4 separate regions of the Mus musculus genome follow, and regions 2, 3 and 4 are each linked to region 1. Evidence: chromatin contacts called from public ChIA-PET and HiChIP or PLAC-seq data. All regions are on one chromosome and are shown on one strand. The core of a region is the stretch at or near the end of the contact, and the rest is flanking DNA. Distances in the headings are between cores, read along the strand shown.

The links. ChIA-PET counts read pairs in DNA pulled down with a chosen protein or histone mark. HiChIP or PLAC-seq counts read pairs in DNA pulled down with a chosen protein or histone mark.
Region 2: an H3K27ac HiChIP or PLAC-seq map of thymic regulatory T cells shows a contact between it and region 1, with 4 times the contacts expected there. The contact joins the enhancer-like site here to the promoter of Sec63 in region 1. A contact is called at or near these places in 6 of 39 promoter capture datasets (the 3T3-L1 cell line, frontonasal cranial neural crest, hippocampal neurons and 2 more) and 4 of 115 datasets of contacts at active chromatin or transcription factors (bone marrow-derived macrophages, cardiomyocytes, double positive thymocytes and 1 more).
Region 3: an RNA polymerase II ChIA-PET map of memory CD8 T cells shows a contact between it and region 1, with 11 read pairs. The contact joins the enhancer-like site here to the promoter of Sec63 in region 1. A contact is called at or near these places in 8 of 39 promoter capture datasets (embryonic stem cells, frontonasal cranial neural crest, hematopoietic stem and progenitor cells and 4 more) and 7 of 115 datasets of contacts at active chromatin or transcription factors (astrocytes, embryonic hindbrain, extraembryonic endoderm stem cells and 4 more).
Region 4: a contact with region 1 is called in an H3K4me3 HiChIP or PLAC-seq map of bone marrow-derived macrophages, with 4 times the contacts expected there. The contact joins the enhancer-like site here to the promoter of Sec63 in region 1. A contact is called at or near these places in 4 of 39 promoter capture datasets (cranial neural crest, hippocampal neurons, liver and 1 more) and 3 of 115 datasets of contacts at active chromatin or transcription factors (astrocytes, bone marrow-derived macrophages and forebrain).

Annotation. Positions count from the first base shown.
Region 1 is chr10:42,759,811-42,763,474 of GRCm38.p6, forward strand. It overlaps Sec63 (SEC63-like (S. cerevisiae)), which reads left to right and starts at 1,686. Exons shown (of 21, transcript NM_153055.3): 1 at 1,686-2,078. The coding sequence starts at 1,955.
Region 2 is chr10:41,837,417-41,841,080 of GRCm38.p6, forward strand. The region is part of intron 1 of Sesn1 (sestrin 1); the gene reads left to right. Among named protein-coding and RNA genes, the nearest start is that of Sesn1, 29 kb to the left of the region's middle. Within about 2 kb of position 1,700, at least 16 of the 459 cell types and tissues checked have an H3K27ac peak or open chromatin away from gene starts, as enhancers often do. A contact at or near this core is called in hippocampal neurons and thymic regulatory T cells, where this site is marked.
Region 3 is chr10:41,977,136-41,980,799 of GRCm38.p6, forward strand. It overlaps Armc2 (armadillo repeat containing 2), which reads right to left. Exons shown (of 18, transcript NM_001034858.3): 6 at 3,386-3,462. Among named protein-coding and RNA genes, the nearest start is that of Gm33058, 20 kb to the left of the region's middle. Within about 2 kb of position 1,901, at least 78 of the 459 cell types and tissues checked have an H3K27ac peak or open chromatin away from gene starts, as enhancers often do. A contact at or near this core is called in hematopoietic stem and progenitor cells, memory CD8 T cells and pre-B cells, where this site is marked.
Region 4 is chr10:42,029,079-42,032,742 of GRCm38.p6, forward strand. 1700016J18Rik (a long non-coding RNA gene) reads left to right here. Exons shown (of 3, transcript XR_871596.3): 3 at 1-32. Among named protein-coding and RNA genes, the nearest start is that of Gm51798, 12 kb to the right of the region's middle. Within about 2 kb of position 2,118, at least 61 of the 459 cell types and tissues checked have an H3K27ac peak or open chromatin away from gene starts, as enhancers often do. A contact at or near this core is called in bone marrow-derived macrophages, where this site is marked.

The DNA.
Region 1 (3,664 bases), core at 436-2,935:
CAAAAGTGGCTTTCAGAAATGTGCTGTTAAATTGGAATTTGAAAGGGGAGACAGAATACTTGTGAACATAATCTAGTATAAGGGGAAGCATGACTCATTATGATAAATACTGGTTTTGAGACATTCAATGAAAGAGCTTGTGTAACCAGATTTCCTCTCAGACAATGGAAGGCATATTGAAAAGCCATGTAGTTAACTGACTAGTCTTGAAACAATCCTTAAACGCTGGTGCTGGTGTACAGCTTTATTCCCAGCACTCAGGAGGTAGAGGCAGGCTGATCTCTGTGAGTTCGAGGCCAACCCTGGCTAAAGAGTGAGTTCCGGGACAGCCAGGGCTACACAAAGAAACCCTGGCTCAAAAAGAAAAAAAAAAAAACACCCCCCCCAACAAAAAGCAAAGTAAACAAAACAACAACAAAACGGGCAGTTAAGAGCACTGAATGCTCTTCTGAAGGTCCTGAGTTCAAATCCCAGCAACCACATGATGGCTACAGTGTACTCATATACATAAAAATAAAAAATGAATCTTAAAAAAAAATACAGCAGAATGTTTGTACTTGCGCGGTAGCTTCTCTTTTTAAAGATATTGCACAGTTTCCTTTACTATTCACAGCGGTCCTGTGTAAAGTGCCCTGTGTCCTCTTGATCCACAGAGGGCAGTGCAGACACTGGGACCCACCCTGCTAAGGCCACCACTGGACTCTGGTGGGATCTTTGCAAGGTTAGAGGACTATCCTGCAGTTCAGCTGACTCCAGCTTGAGATTCGGTGGCCAGGAGCAGAGAGTGACTGCCTCTTCAGATTGCCCACAGGTTGCAGGGGAGTGCCAGCGGCTCTTTGGGGCGTCAGAGCGATCTGGGTTTGGATCCTCAAGCCCTGAGCAAACCCAAACCATTGAGCGTTACCTCTGGAAAATGTTTTGAGTCTGAATTTTCTCATCAATAGAGCATATATGACATTGGTTCTCAATATGTGGGTCCTGACCCTGTTAAGGGGGAGTTATCAAAAGACCGTTTTAGAGGGAGTATATATATCATGCACATCATATATTTACATTACAATTCGTAACAGTAGTAAAATTACAGTTATGAACTAGAAATGAAAATAATTTTACGGTTCGGGGTCACGACAACATGAGGGACTGTATTAAAGTGTGGCAGCATTAGGAAGGTTGAGAGCCACCGATCTATATTTTGCTTTATTTCATGTTTTACTGACAAATTGAAGACATGATCGCTTGGGTCACAGAAAGCATTAGTGAACTGGCAGCTCCAAATACCAAGGCTTTGGAACTCTGAGGAGTTCCTTGCTCCCTATTCTTTTCATTTATTTATTTTTCCTTGCTCCCTATTTTAATGGCACTTGTTTCCATGAGGTTCACGTGGAGGAAAAGTGAGAGGGATAGGAGAGAGTGGAGAGGTTTGGCAACCTCGCTTAGGTTGCAAAAGCTCAGGTCCCAATCGCACCTAGGACGCTCGCCTCTGCTCACTGCTTGGGGGACCCTGGCAAGAAAGCTCCTGGAATCCGGGAAGGGTGCTGGGAAGGAAAGCCTGGTAAGCAGGGGGCGGGACCCGGGGGCGGGCTTATGGAAAACAGAGGGCGTGGTCCGTGGCTCAGGGGCGGGGCCGCGGGCGGGGTCCAACAGAGTTTCTTTGCTGCGCGCGCCACGTCTCCCTCAGTGAGCGTGTGGAGGAGACGGCCGGGGAGGGAACAGCCGCGTGGGGCGGGAACTAGCTCCTCTCGCGAGAGTTGGCGACGGCCGCGGCGGCGGCGGCGGCGTGTCCGTGAGAGCGGCGTGGGGGCGGGGAGGAGAGCGGCGGCGGCGGCGGCGGCGGCGGCGGTAGCGGCGTCCGAGCTACGCCACACGGGGCCGGGGCGCTGGGAGCCGGGAGCCGGAGCGCAGCGCGGGGTCGTGGCGACGGCGGTGAGGGGAGCGCGGCGGAGGAGGCGGAGCCATGGCGGGCCAGCAGTTCCAGTACGATGACAGCGGGAACACCTTCTTCTACTTCCTCACCTCCTTCGTGGGGCTCATCGTGATCCCCGCCACCTACTACCTCTGGCCGCGAGACCAGAACGCGGGTGAGTCCCGTCGGCGGCCCGCTCTGGCGCGCTCGGGCGGACGCTCCGCTCCGCTCTTCTCCGCTCCGCTCCGGGCCGCGCCGTCCTGCCCGCCGGTGCTGCTCCGCGTCCCAGGGACGCCGCCTGGGCGGCGGGGCCTGAGGGCCGCTGTCCACGGGGCCGGAGCTCGGCGGCGATTTCCGGGGCTGTCCGCCCGCCTGCGTGGTCCGCGGGAGTTTGGCGGGGATCCGATCCGCATTGTTCTGGACGCCCCTCGCCTGCCGCCTCTTTGTCTCCCCAGCCTCGGCTTTGTTGGGTGTTCTTTCTGGAGGGAGCGGGCTGGGCTGGGACGGGGGGCGAGAGAAGAGTTGGCCGAGGGGGAATAAGAGCGTGTGGGCACAACTCCGCATCCTTCGCTCCCGTCACCCTTTCTCCCTCTTGTCCCGGTGTCCCCGCTGCAGCTGTTGGTACAGATGTTTGGGGGCACCCCTAAGCTGGGTGTCATGTTTGGGACTTCCAAGTGAGCTCACCAGCAGCCCACCCCGTCACTTCCTCCGGTTGCTTTTTTCATTTGTTCAATCACATCGTGGGGGTTGGAGAGCGCTGCCGTTATTCCTTTTATAAAAGCACAAATAGGATTTTCTCCGTTTCCTTTCCTCTGGAGTTTCCTGTTTACAACGGAAAAGTGCAGGCATGAAGGATTAAGCGGGATTCGTTGATGGAAGGAGGTAGTTGGTGGGGTCGCAAGCTCCTTTGCTTTTAGTTCTCGAGTCTTTCCACATTAAAGGTCGCGTCAGAACGCAACCCAGTGCAGTTTCCGGGGATGTTAGGTTTAAGATTGTAATGTTGGATTCTGTGTTGCACTTTACTAAGACATATGGCACCGGTTATTCTTAAAGCTGATGGCACTTACAGCAAGCGCCTAATGGGTTATTTCTGGTGGTGGTAACCATAATTAGTAGGTTTCGAGTATAACAGCGGCTCTGGGGGAGAGCGTTCTGTGTCTGCTAAGTTGCTTTTAGGTTGGGTGTGGTGATGATCTAAGTTGTCTAGGTTGTGCACTGCAGCTTGGGAAGAATTGTTAGCAGTGAAGCTCAGGACTTGTTACACTTTGAAGAGAGAGTTCAATGTCCTATAAAATTATCTAGTTTCATAATAGAACTCAAGTAAATTTAAGATAAAGAGCAAGCAACACTTGCATCTCTTTTGTACATTTCACAATAAGCGGAGTAGCAACAATTTACCCAAAGTTACTAGCCTCCGTCGTTTCTCATTCTGGGTTGCTTTATGAAATTTTCACTTCGGACTCTTGAGTTCTGTGTTTCCAAGTTTGTTTAGATATATATATATATATTTTTAAATCAGTGGCTGTATGTACTTTTGGTGTCATAATACAGAAAATGTTTTTTTTTTTTCCTTGACTGCTCGCCCACTTAAGCCAATTTTTTCAGTATTTTAAGTTAAATGCCCAGTGTGATGGCTCACAAATATTATTCCAGGCCTTTGAGAGGTGGAGGCAGGATGATTAATAAGAGTTCAAGGCCACTGACATAGGCTGCATAGTGAGTTCAAAGTCAGTCTGGCAACCTGAGAGATGTCCTCTCAGA
Region 2 (3,664 bases), core at 450-2,949, 920 kb before region 1:
ATGAAACATTCCTTCATGTGTTTGTCCCAGCAAAACCCATCCAACTGACTTTCCAAAGAACCCTTAAGTTTCCAGTTCAGGACACTATATCCAGACTATAATATATAAGCCATAGTACATATTTATACATATTTATATATAGTACATACTCATATTTATATATGAGTTAATTCTTCAGATGTAGAATTATAAACAACATGATTTTATTTCTCCTGCTTATTTCAGAACTGACATTCATAATAGATAAAAGGATGGAATTAATTTTAAGTTTTCATAAGATTCCCCCTCTTAAAAAAAGAAAAGATTCCCCCTCTTTAAAAACATAACTATGGAGTGAATATAATTGAAGTATACTATATAAATGCATGAAAATACAACAAAACCCATTCTTTTGTACAGTGATTACATACTAATAAGAAAATGGGACTAGCTTTTAAGGATTCTTAAGTACAAGTCAACTGTGTAAGGTGTTTTCTGGATCTGGACGATGGGGCTGCAGGTAAAAGCACTTGCTGAACGTGCCTGAGAGCCTCCATTCAGTCCCTGCGACCCATGGTGCCTGGATATACCTGCCTACCAAAGTCTCCTGGGGTCTCCACATGTTACCCCAGCACACACACACTCACACACACACACACACACACACACACACACACACAAATACACACAAACGCATGCAAACGATAAATACTTTAAAAAGCTACCTCCCACAAATGCTTAAACTTCAATATCTTTGTCTGCAAATGGCAACATTTCCTGAGAGGAGTTTGTAGATCCAGTGGGAAGACAGTCAAGAGATGACAACACAGACTCATGCTACAAAGTATCAGTGAAGGCTTAAAGGTACAGGCACATGCATGTGCACACAGTAAAATGCACAGCAACAACAGCATTCAGCTGTGAACATCAAAGGTCAGTGGCTCACCCCAGTACCATAACAGCGGGCCTGTTTTCAGTGAGGGTGGCCTCTAGCTCCCCCTGCTCTCTGTTAGCTGGCCTTCTCTGAGCAGCACTCCAGGCCTCTCCAACCCATGTGCTCAGATTCTCTTGACCCTTCCACTTGGGGGCAGTTTTGCTGCCTTCTAGTAACAAATCTTATGAGACTCACTAGTAGCTGTATAGGACAGTCAGTGCTAATGTCACCTAACCATAGTTAGAGTGGCATTGGGCAGCCTGCAGATGCTGGACTAAGTTTAGTCATCCATGGCCTACTTTTTCTGACCAATACAGCTAAGTGCCTTTTAGGGACTTTTTTTTTTCTCTAAAACAGATGACTTCATTGTCATTGCTGTGTAATTCTGTGTGACATTTTTCTAGGATCATTATAAAACTCTTTGGTACTAAATAAATGAACAACAACAACATCAAAAAAGAGTCAATATCCTCTCAAAAGAAAAAAAGCTTAACATGTCAGGCAGGCCATGTTTCTCTTCCTTCTCCAGTTGGAAGTGGTAATGTTTGATAAAGAGATGCTTGAAGGATGGCACATACAGATCAGGAATGTACACACAGGAGGCCCCTTGTAAACTTAAGTTCAGCATTTCCTATAACACTGGCTTAGGAGCCTGCAGTCTCTGTGCAGAAACACAGATTCCCATTCACTGGGGCTCCCTTCGGTGCTTTCAGGCTGAGAACTTAGGGGTGACTGGTAGACCAGATTAGGTCAGAGTGCAGTGGAGAGGCTGAAGGGAAGTCCCCGCTGTAGTTTACTGTGCTGTTCTGCCTCTGAAGGCGGAGTTGAGCTTCATTGTTATGGTCTAAGCCTGCAGTCCTGTGAGCGGAAGAAATGTACACATGGCAGAAAAACCTTATGAGGCTTGTAGGGGCAGCAGAGGGGAGAATGGAACCAGGGCTGGGGAGATGGTTTAGTCAGTAAAGTGCTTGCCTCCCAAATGCAAGAGCCGGAGATAGAGCCCATTAAAGGGCTGGGCATTGTGGTGTGCACAGAGAAGGGGGATCCCTAGGGCTCCTCACTGTCTAAAAAGTTAGCCTAATCGGTAAGCTCCAGGCTGTATTGGGATCCTCTTGGAAAGCAGAACTGATAGAATACACACACACACAAAACAGAGAGAGAGAGAGAGAGAGAGAGAGAGAGAGAGAGAGAGAGAGAATATGAATATGAATATGAATGAGAGAGGGGTGGGGGAGAATTTATTAAGGTGGCTGACAGGTTATGGTCCAGCTAGTACAGCAATGACTCTACAAGTAGAAGGTCCAACACTCCAGCAGTTGCTCTGTCCACGAGTCTGGATGTTAGACATGCTTTTGAATGTATGCTGGAATCCTAAAGAAGCTGGCTGTAATACCAGTGAAGGATGGACTTGCCAGTGAGTGTGAGCAAGCTTCCCTGGGAGTCATTTTATACCAGGAGTGGCCCAAGTTAAAGGTGGCTCTTTCCACCTCAGATGATCTGGTTAAGACAGGTGTGCCCTCCTGATTGGGTTTTAGTTCATTGTAGAGCAGATGTAGTCTGGTGTCCCAGCACACGTGTCATGTGAAGGCTTGGTCACCAGCTGGGTGGCGTCTTGAGGATGAAACCTGTGGTTGACCTCTGGCCTGCACAGATGTATGCACATACACTCCATACACATACACACATACATAAAATATGAGATCTGAATTCATCTTCATTCCACACACAATAAAAATAAACATGAAACTGACAGCATTTTAAGGTAAAAGGAAAGGCATGTGGGTTTCTCTGATGGAGACTGGCGTTAAGATTGTATCTGCTTTTCTGGGTCCTTTTCCTTCCTTTTTTAATATTTTGTGTGGCCATTGTAGAAAAGACTGTATTTTAGAACCAAAGAACGGTTCCATATTTAGCAACCCATATTGCATTAGTTCTGAACAGATGTCTCTGGATAAATATTAAAAGCAAACCAGTGATTATTGGGCTGGCAGCGATCATATTTCTATAAAACAGCCTTTTTCTTTTTCTTTTTGCCTGTTTGACTGTGATTAAGCACTCTTATTAGCATCCAGTTTATTCCAGCTGGCCTCAAAGATTCTACTTTTTTTTTTTTAATGCCTCAAGGTTAGAATTAAATTTTCTTACACTTAGTTTTTAACTATAAGAGGTTCCTCAGATTGACTAGAATGTTAAGTTATTGTCTGTTGGGAGCCGCGCCCACATTCGCCGTTACAAGATGGCGCTGACAGCTGTGTTCTAAGTGGTAAACAAATAATCTGCGCATGTGCCGAGGGTGGTTCTTCACTCCATGTGCTCTGCCTTCCTCGTGACGTCAACTCGGCCGATGGGCTGCAGCCAATCAGGGAGTGACACGTCCTAGGCGAAGGAAAATTCTCCTTAATAGGGACGGGGTTTCGTTTTCTCTCTCTCTTGCTTCTTACACTCTTGCTCCTGAAGATGTAAGCAATAAAGTTTTGCCGCAGAAGATTCTGGTCTGTGGTGTTCTTCCTGGCCGGGCGTGAGAACGCGTTTAATAACAATTGGTGCCGAATTCCGGGACGAGAAAAAACTCGGGACTGGCGCAAGGAAGATCCCTCATTCCAGAACCAGAACTGCGGGTCGCGGTAATAAAGGTTCCCGTAAAGCAGACTGTTAAGAAGGATTCAACTGTATGAATTCAGAACTTTTCAGCTGGGGAACGAGAGTACCAGTGAGTACAGCTTTACGAGGTAAGTCTGATCTTGAACTTTC
Region 3 (3,664 bases), core at 651-3,150, 780 kb before region 1:
GTACAATTATCACCTTCCTCCCAATGCTCAGGACCCACCGCTGCTTTTCAGGAATGTCTACTGGCTATTGCGAGTCTAAGCTTGCCTTTTATCAAACCTTCTTACTGCCAATGGAGGCCTGGCAGGCTGAACCTGGGGACACTCAGGAGCACCAAATGCAAACAGGGAAGTCTCAACAACTAAACTGTGTTTAAATGGTAAGGATACAATGTAGGCAAAACAGCAAGACCGGCTAATCTGTGCAGACCTATCAGCAAGACTTCATCATAAAACAAAATTGAATTGTCTTTAGCACAGAATTAGTCTTGAGTGCAGGCCCAGAGTTCCTTTTCCAAACTTTTGGGCCAGGTGTGGTGCAGGCTTCAGAAATGCCTGGATCTCAGAATGAAAGCAGTGTTCACAACAGGGACTTCGGAGCACCACCCTCCAGCGTAACACGTGAACGCTCACACTAGAGGGGCCAACACTACAGCTCTGGTCGGATCTGCCATTGCCACTAGAGCTATTTCAACGTTTGGGATGTTGAGGTTTTCAGAATGGCAGACAAAAGACTGTAGACCATCATCTCTGCTTTTTGGATTTTTGAGTGTGCTTGAACTGGATAAAACATGCACATGGGGCTGGAGAGATGGCTCAGCGGTTAAGAGCCCTGACTGCTCTTCCAGAGGTCCTGAGTTCAGTTCCCAGCAACCACATGGTGGCTCACAAGCATCTGCTATGGGATCCGATGCCCTCTTCTGGTGTGTCTGAAGAGAGCAACCATGTACTCACATTAAACAAACAAAACAAACAAGCATGTAATTCTAAAAGTAAATACAAATAGCCACGCAGTATAAGAAGACCGCCGCTCATAGTCCTAGGTAATTAATCCACTTAGAGGCCAAAGGATATGAACAGACTCAGTATTGAAGAAGGCAAACAAAAAGCCAGAAGTTGTTAAGTCAACAACAGTCAATTTCCTTGACATATATAGGAAACACTTAAATTTGCTAGAAAGCAGGTTGGGGAGATGGCTCGGTGGGTAAGGCACCTGCTGCTGCAAGCTTCAGGACCCAGGCTTGGATCCCCAGCACATATAAAAGAAGCCAGGCATGGTGCTGTAACCCCAGAGCAGAGGAGCAGAAACAGGCAGATCCTGCGAGCTCACTGACCAGCTCAGTGTGGCCAGAATGTGGCTCCATGTCCAACGAGAGACCATCTCAAAAAATATGGTAAAGGGTTCGAGAAAAAGACTCTGACATTGAGCTGTGGCATCATCTATTGGAGTAGGAACCTGCTCTAACACATCAAAACCCCAAATTACTAGAAATTCAGGCTTTAAATCCATGTGGTCTTAAAAAAAAAACAAAAAACCAAAACGAAACCCCTACACAGTGTGCTTTTCAATGTAAAGCTGAGCGATCAACTAGTTCCCCAGGAAGAGTGAAATCAGTCAACATGCTCCCCCCAGGAAGAAATGATTATCAAGATGAGTCAGAAATCACCCAAGTTTAGTTACCTCCAGACCCTTCTGAGACTTCTCAGACTCATTTTGAGAAGTTAGCTAAACACTGTGGTATAAGAATTTCTTCTCGGTCGTCTCCCAGGAATCCCCACTAATGTGGTTGTGTCTTGCTATGGCCTTGCTTCTGTATCCCCATGTGGTCCTCACTGCCCCCATCACCTCCATTCCATACCCTATCCCCAGTGAATTCTAGAAACTGAAGCATGTCTACAAACACACAGTGTGGCCCAGTCTTGGGGAACAACTTCAAATTTTAAAAAGGACTTTCATCTAGGTTCACTGCTTGCTAAATATAAAAATAATGATTCAACAGGAAAATTGGGTAAGTCAGGCAAGAAATACTGCCTGTTTTTGAAGATTCTGCTGTCTCCGTGGTTATAGCTGTTAACCACAGCTTTCAGCTTTGGACCCAACAGCTTGATACATTGTTAGCATTGGCTGGTGTTTTTAGCATGCAAACGTAAACCCCTTAGCAACAATGTTGTCTAGGGAATTGGAAGGCTTAGATTCTCCTGAGTTCTAGATACATTGCAGGTGACCACTAACTGTCTCCTTACTGGTGAGGGGCTAGTTTGAAGATAACATCTTTTACACGGTGCTAGATTGATATCATTTATCATCATTTTTTATTTTTGTTGAGACAAGGTCTTACTGTAGCTCAGAATGGCCTGCAATTCATAACCCTGTCTCTGTTTCCAAAATGTTCAGATTATAGATGTGTACTCATAGAGCCCGACATAAACTTTTGTGTGAAATGAAAAAAAAAAACTATGAAGAATATAACAGACACTGTCCTACCCTGAATAGTTTGGTTCAATGCTAATAATGTGCTACGTTTGTATCTTTTTATTTTAAAGACAACAACAACAACAAAAACCTTGAAGGCTTAAAACCTTCTTATGCCTGCCTTATCTAGATCCTTCCCCATGGGGGGGGGGGTCACCAGCCTTTGAAATGGGGGTGACAGCATGTTTGTTTTTCTAGGTGTGACACAGAGCTCCCTAACTCTTGTTTCCACAACTTAAGGTTTCACCTGCTGCTTGTGTTGTACAGTCAATGTTACAATGTTACAGTGTTACAATGTTACAGTGTTACAATGTTACAGTGGTATAGTGTAACAAATGTTCCCTGGCTCATTTTTCTCACTGCCTGACTTTGCACCATTTCTAACCATTGGTCTGTATTATTTCATATTTCCTCAGGCAGAATAAAGTCCCTAAAGGGCTTTCATAATATAGTTTCATTTAATGTAACAGACAGCTGTCCTACCCTGACTAGTTTGGTCCAATGTTAACAATGTGCCACATTTGTATCTTTTTCTTTATTTTAAAGACAAAAACAAAAAACAAAAAATCTTGAAGAATTAAAACCTTCTTCATTTAAGTGGGCAATGCTTTTGAACTTAAGTTTAGATTTACACTGATATTAAATCTGCACACAAACCCTCCAGATACCTTCAAGCTATAATTTCTGTGAGTTTCTGTCTACATTGAAGGCAGCAGACCTGGATACTGGTTTAAGACGGCAGTGAAAAATGAAAACTTAGAAAACAAATGGTTTCTGAGCAAGTTGGATCCAGTTCCTGAAGTTGTCGAACAGAGTTACTAAGGGCTCGGTGTGGCACTCTAGACTCTCCTTGACTTCCACCTAACATTTGTCTTTGAAAAACAAGTCACACTGTTTAACAGCACAAAGATCTTGAGAATGAAGGATGCTGAAGGCGGAGAGGCACACTCACCTGCTCTGGATGCTGAAGGCGGAGAGGCACACTCACCTGCTCTGGATGCTGAAGGAGGAGAGGCACTCTCACCTGCTCTGGATGCTGAAGGAGGAGAGGCACTCTCATCTGCTATGATGCTGAGGGCAGAGAGGCACACTCACCTGCCCTGGTTTCCTTCCTGCTCAGGTCTGAGCTGCTAGGGCACGAGGAGGCCCTGGCACGCCGTTTCCCAGGGTCCCTAGGAGGAAGAGCAATGGATGAGACACAGAAGTATTTTCATTTTTATAAACTGCAATTTGTTCATGTCAGGCTTGGAAGAAACTACAGAGACTAGTTTAAGAGATGGGTTTGGTGCCCATTTGTCTGCTGTCACCTGCCTTTGCCTCCTAAGATTTATCTGTGAGAACACAAGTCTGCTGGCTTAACAGTATGAAATATAA
Region 4 (3,664 bases), core at 868-3,367, 730 kb before region 1:
TTCACTAAGCCATCTCAACCCTATCCCCACCCCACCCCCAAACAGCATTGAGACGTGGATGACTGTGGAAACTGATTGAACCAGAGGGGCGTGGCCTAATGCATTAGAGGGCAGTAACCCCAGGGCCTGCCTGTGCAGGCTCTCCTCAGCTCTTCTGAGAAGCATGTCTTCACTGCTATAGGCTAACCTCTCCTGAAATGGGGGTTGTATCATCAATAAACAGACAAGATAAGTCAGTGAACTTCCTGTCTTGTTGTTCCTTGGCTTTGAGACAGGCTCTCTCCATATAGCCCAGGCTGACCACTGTGTCTAACTTGTAGTTTTCCCGCCTCCACAAGCCGAGTGCTGCCTACATGCCTGCCTCACTACTCCTGACTGTACTCAGCATTACATTTACAGTTGCATTTATTTGTGCATTTATGTGCCAGTGTGTGTGTGTGTGTGTGTGTGTGTGTGTGTGTGTGTGTGTGTAGGGCACACTCGTGTGCTACAGTGGGCATGGGGAAGCCAGAGGACACCTCACAGGAGTCAATTCTCTGCTTGCACCACCCGGGGGCGTACTTAACATTGTCAGGAACCTGCAAACTGCTCTCCACAGCAGCCTACAGTTTACATTCTCATCAGTAAGCTACGGGTGCTCCGATTTACCACATTTGGACAGTTCTTCCTGTTGTCTGGTTTTGGTTATAGCCATCCTAGTGAGTGTAAGGAGAGATCTGAAGATGGCTTTAGTTTACATTTCCATTGGGATCAATGATACTGATTGAGTATCCTTTTATATGTATATCAGGGTGTGTGTGTGTGTGTGTGTGTGTGTGTGTGTGTGTGTGTGTATCTTGGAGAAATGCTAACCCAAGTGCTTTGATAGTTTAAAGGTTGTTTGTTTGCTTTTTCATTATTGAGAAATGAAGACTATTATTTTGGACGTTAGACCCTTCCTACAGATTGTGCAGCTATCTTCTCCAAACTGAAGCATTCTGTTCTGGGGAGAGGAAGGGGAAAACTCGAAGGCTTAGAAAGCTCAGGAACATTACAGGAAGCTCAGAAAGCTACTAGCCTCACACACAATCCCTCCCACAGCAATTGCCCTGGAGCGGAGCCTTTTTGGTGTTGCTGCCTACAAACTGGGCTACAGGCTCTTGGATGTGGCTTACATGCACTGCTAGCTGGGGTAGGAGACTTTGGGTGATGGAACTGGTCACCCATGCTTCTGCCAATAACCGTAATAAACTCATTTGTTCAGCAAGTAAGACTTTGGGGGAGTGGTTTCCTTACTTCTCCTTGGTGCCCCAACTGTAGTGAACAGACATTTGGTCACACCTCCTGAGGAATATTCACACAACATCCCGTGTGGAATTGGCAGAGTCTCCCATTCTATTGGGTTTTGGGAGGTAGGGGCAGAGGTTGTTTGTTTTTGAGACAGGGTTTCTCTGGGCAGCTCTGGCTGGCCTCGAACTCACTCTGTAGAGCAGGCTGGCCTCAAACTTGGAGATCCACCTGCCTCTGCCTCCCAAGTGCTGGGATTTGCTCAGACTGTTGTCTGAGTTGCCACCCTGCTCATTCCCTAGTGGTTATTTTCACTTTCTTGATAAAATCCTTCAATGTTACAGGTTCTTAGATTTGTTAGGGTCTAATTTACCCCAGCCCCTGTGTATTGCTTCTGCGTTTGATCCCAGACCCAAGACCCCATTTCATTAAGGTCATGATGCTTTCCTCCTGTGTTCTTCTAAAAGTTTTATTGGTTTAGCTCTTGACATAAGCTATTGATCTATTTTGAGTTTCCTCTTACATGTGGTGTAATAACTAAGCTTCATTCTTTGGCTTGGTCTATCTCGTCTGGACTGTTGAAAAGAGGAGAAATATTTTTTGAGGCAGTGGTATACTGTGGTCACCTAAATGATGCAGGGCCTGGGGAACCAGCGTGGTTTTCAGGGTCTCAGTGTGTAAGCTACTGGAGAGTGGAGCAGGGTGGACTGCTGTGGCCAGCTGAGGAGACAAATCACTCCCTCTCGGCTGGAGCAGCGTCAGCAGGCACCCGGACTCCCATGAGCGGCTGGAGTAGAGAGGAGAGATGGCTCTTGATAGCGCCAAGGTCAAACTTTGCTGAGGCAGCAGCAGTGGTGAGCCAAGGCCACCAGAGGGCACAGCAGAGGTGGTACCCAGTGGGAACACATGAAATGGCCTCTTGGGGTCACGTGGCAGCCAGAGAAGCTGCTCGGAGGCTAGGAGGGAAAGGGCATGGAGCCAGGTGGCGGTGGCGGTTCGGAGCCCCACGGAGGTAGATCATTACGGTGGCAGGTCGGAGCCCCACGAGCCGGGTCTTTACGGTGGCAGTGGCAGGTCGGAGCCCCAGACCATTGCCGAGAGTCATTGCTTGTCCTCTACCACAAGGAATGAGTTACAGTTCCCTTCCCTTTTCAAAATGCAGCTCAAAAGAGCGCGTTCTGTCTTCAGGGCCCCAGCTCTCTGTGAGAAACTCTGCACCAGACTTGAAAATTAAGCTGTGTTTGCCAAACATAGTTTTTGAATGACTGCTTTTTAAGGTCACTGATCATATATGCAGCAGAGAAAATATAGGAAGAAAGAGGGATCATTGACTTAAAACTTGTGGGGAAGGGAGTCCCGAAAAGCTAATAGGCTTCTGTAATAGTCACCTGTTTCAAAATTTTCAGATGTCAGGGCAACAGCTCATCCTTACTTTCACACAATTCCTGGGCATTTTTCATTATGCAGTAAGCGTAAGATTTGAAATTAAGTTTCCAGATGAAGGAAGAGATCCCCACCCTAAGGCCTTCCTGTCACATAACTAAGACAACTGAGGACAATAACCCCCCTGAAAGGGTTAATTCTGCAAAACAAAACAGCCCCCCCAAACCCCCAAAGAAAAAACAACAAAAAAAGAAAACAAAAACAAACAAACAAACAAAAATGAACCCCAGAGAAAACCACGAGGTGCTTTTTGGAACATTCCTGATAACGCACACATCTGTATTACACTCTCAACCCCATGGGCCTGGTGCCATCTCTGAATAGCAGAGAAACACTGAGCCAATGCCTGACAGGATCGTTCAGAGCCAGAACCCCAGGAAAGCCCCAATAATAACTAAAATCTACAAAAGGAAACAGCGGTAAGGCCCATTGCCCTTTTATTAAAGATGCTATTTCAAACCTGCCCCACTGCTGAAATCGGGGGGGGGGGGGGGGCGCTGATCTGGCAGCGGCAGCAACCACACGGTGGTATCAGGTGGTATCAGCCCGAGGGAGATACATTTATAGGCATCAACAACCTAAAAGAAGGATGCTCTAAAAGTGGTTTGAAAGAAGGACACTTTGGACCCGTTAAACACAACACAAATGTTACAATGTGTGTAAGCCAGCGGCCTCTGCATGTCTAGTGAGGGTGGTGGCCTAAGCGGAGTACAGCAGCGTATCCATCCACTTTATGAACTGAGTCAGGTAAATGATACAGCGGTCAAGGGTACCTGCCAGTAGCTTTGTTGAGGCAGGAGAGGAGAATCACAATGAAGTTTTTCCTTCTGTTCTTTAAAACATTGTTAAGGTTGCTATTTTTTCTGTTGCAGGGAGGGGACATTCCCTTTTAGTTACCTGTAAAAGGATACAAACTCCAATGCACTGGGCATTTCGTATTGAAAACTTTCAAATT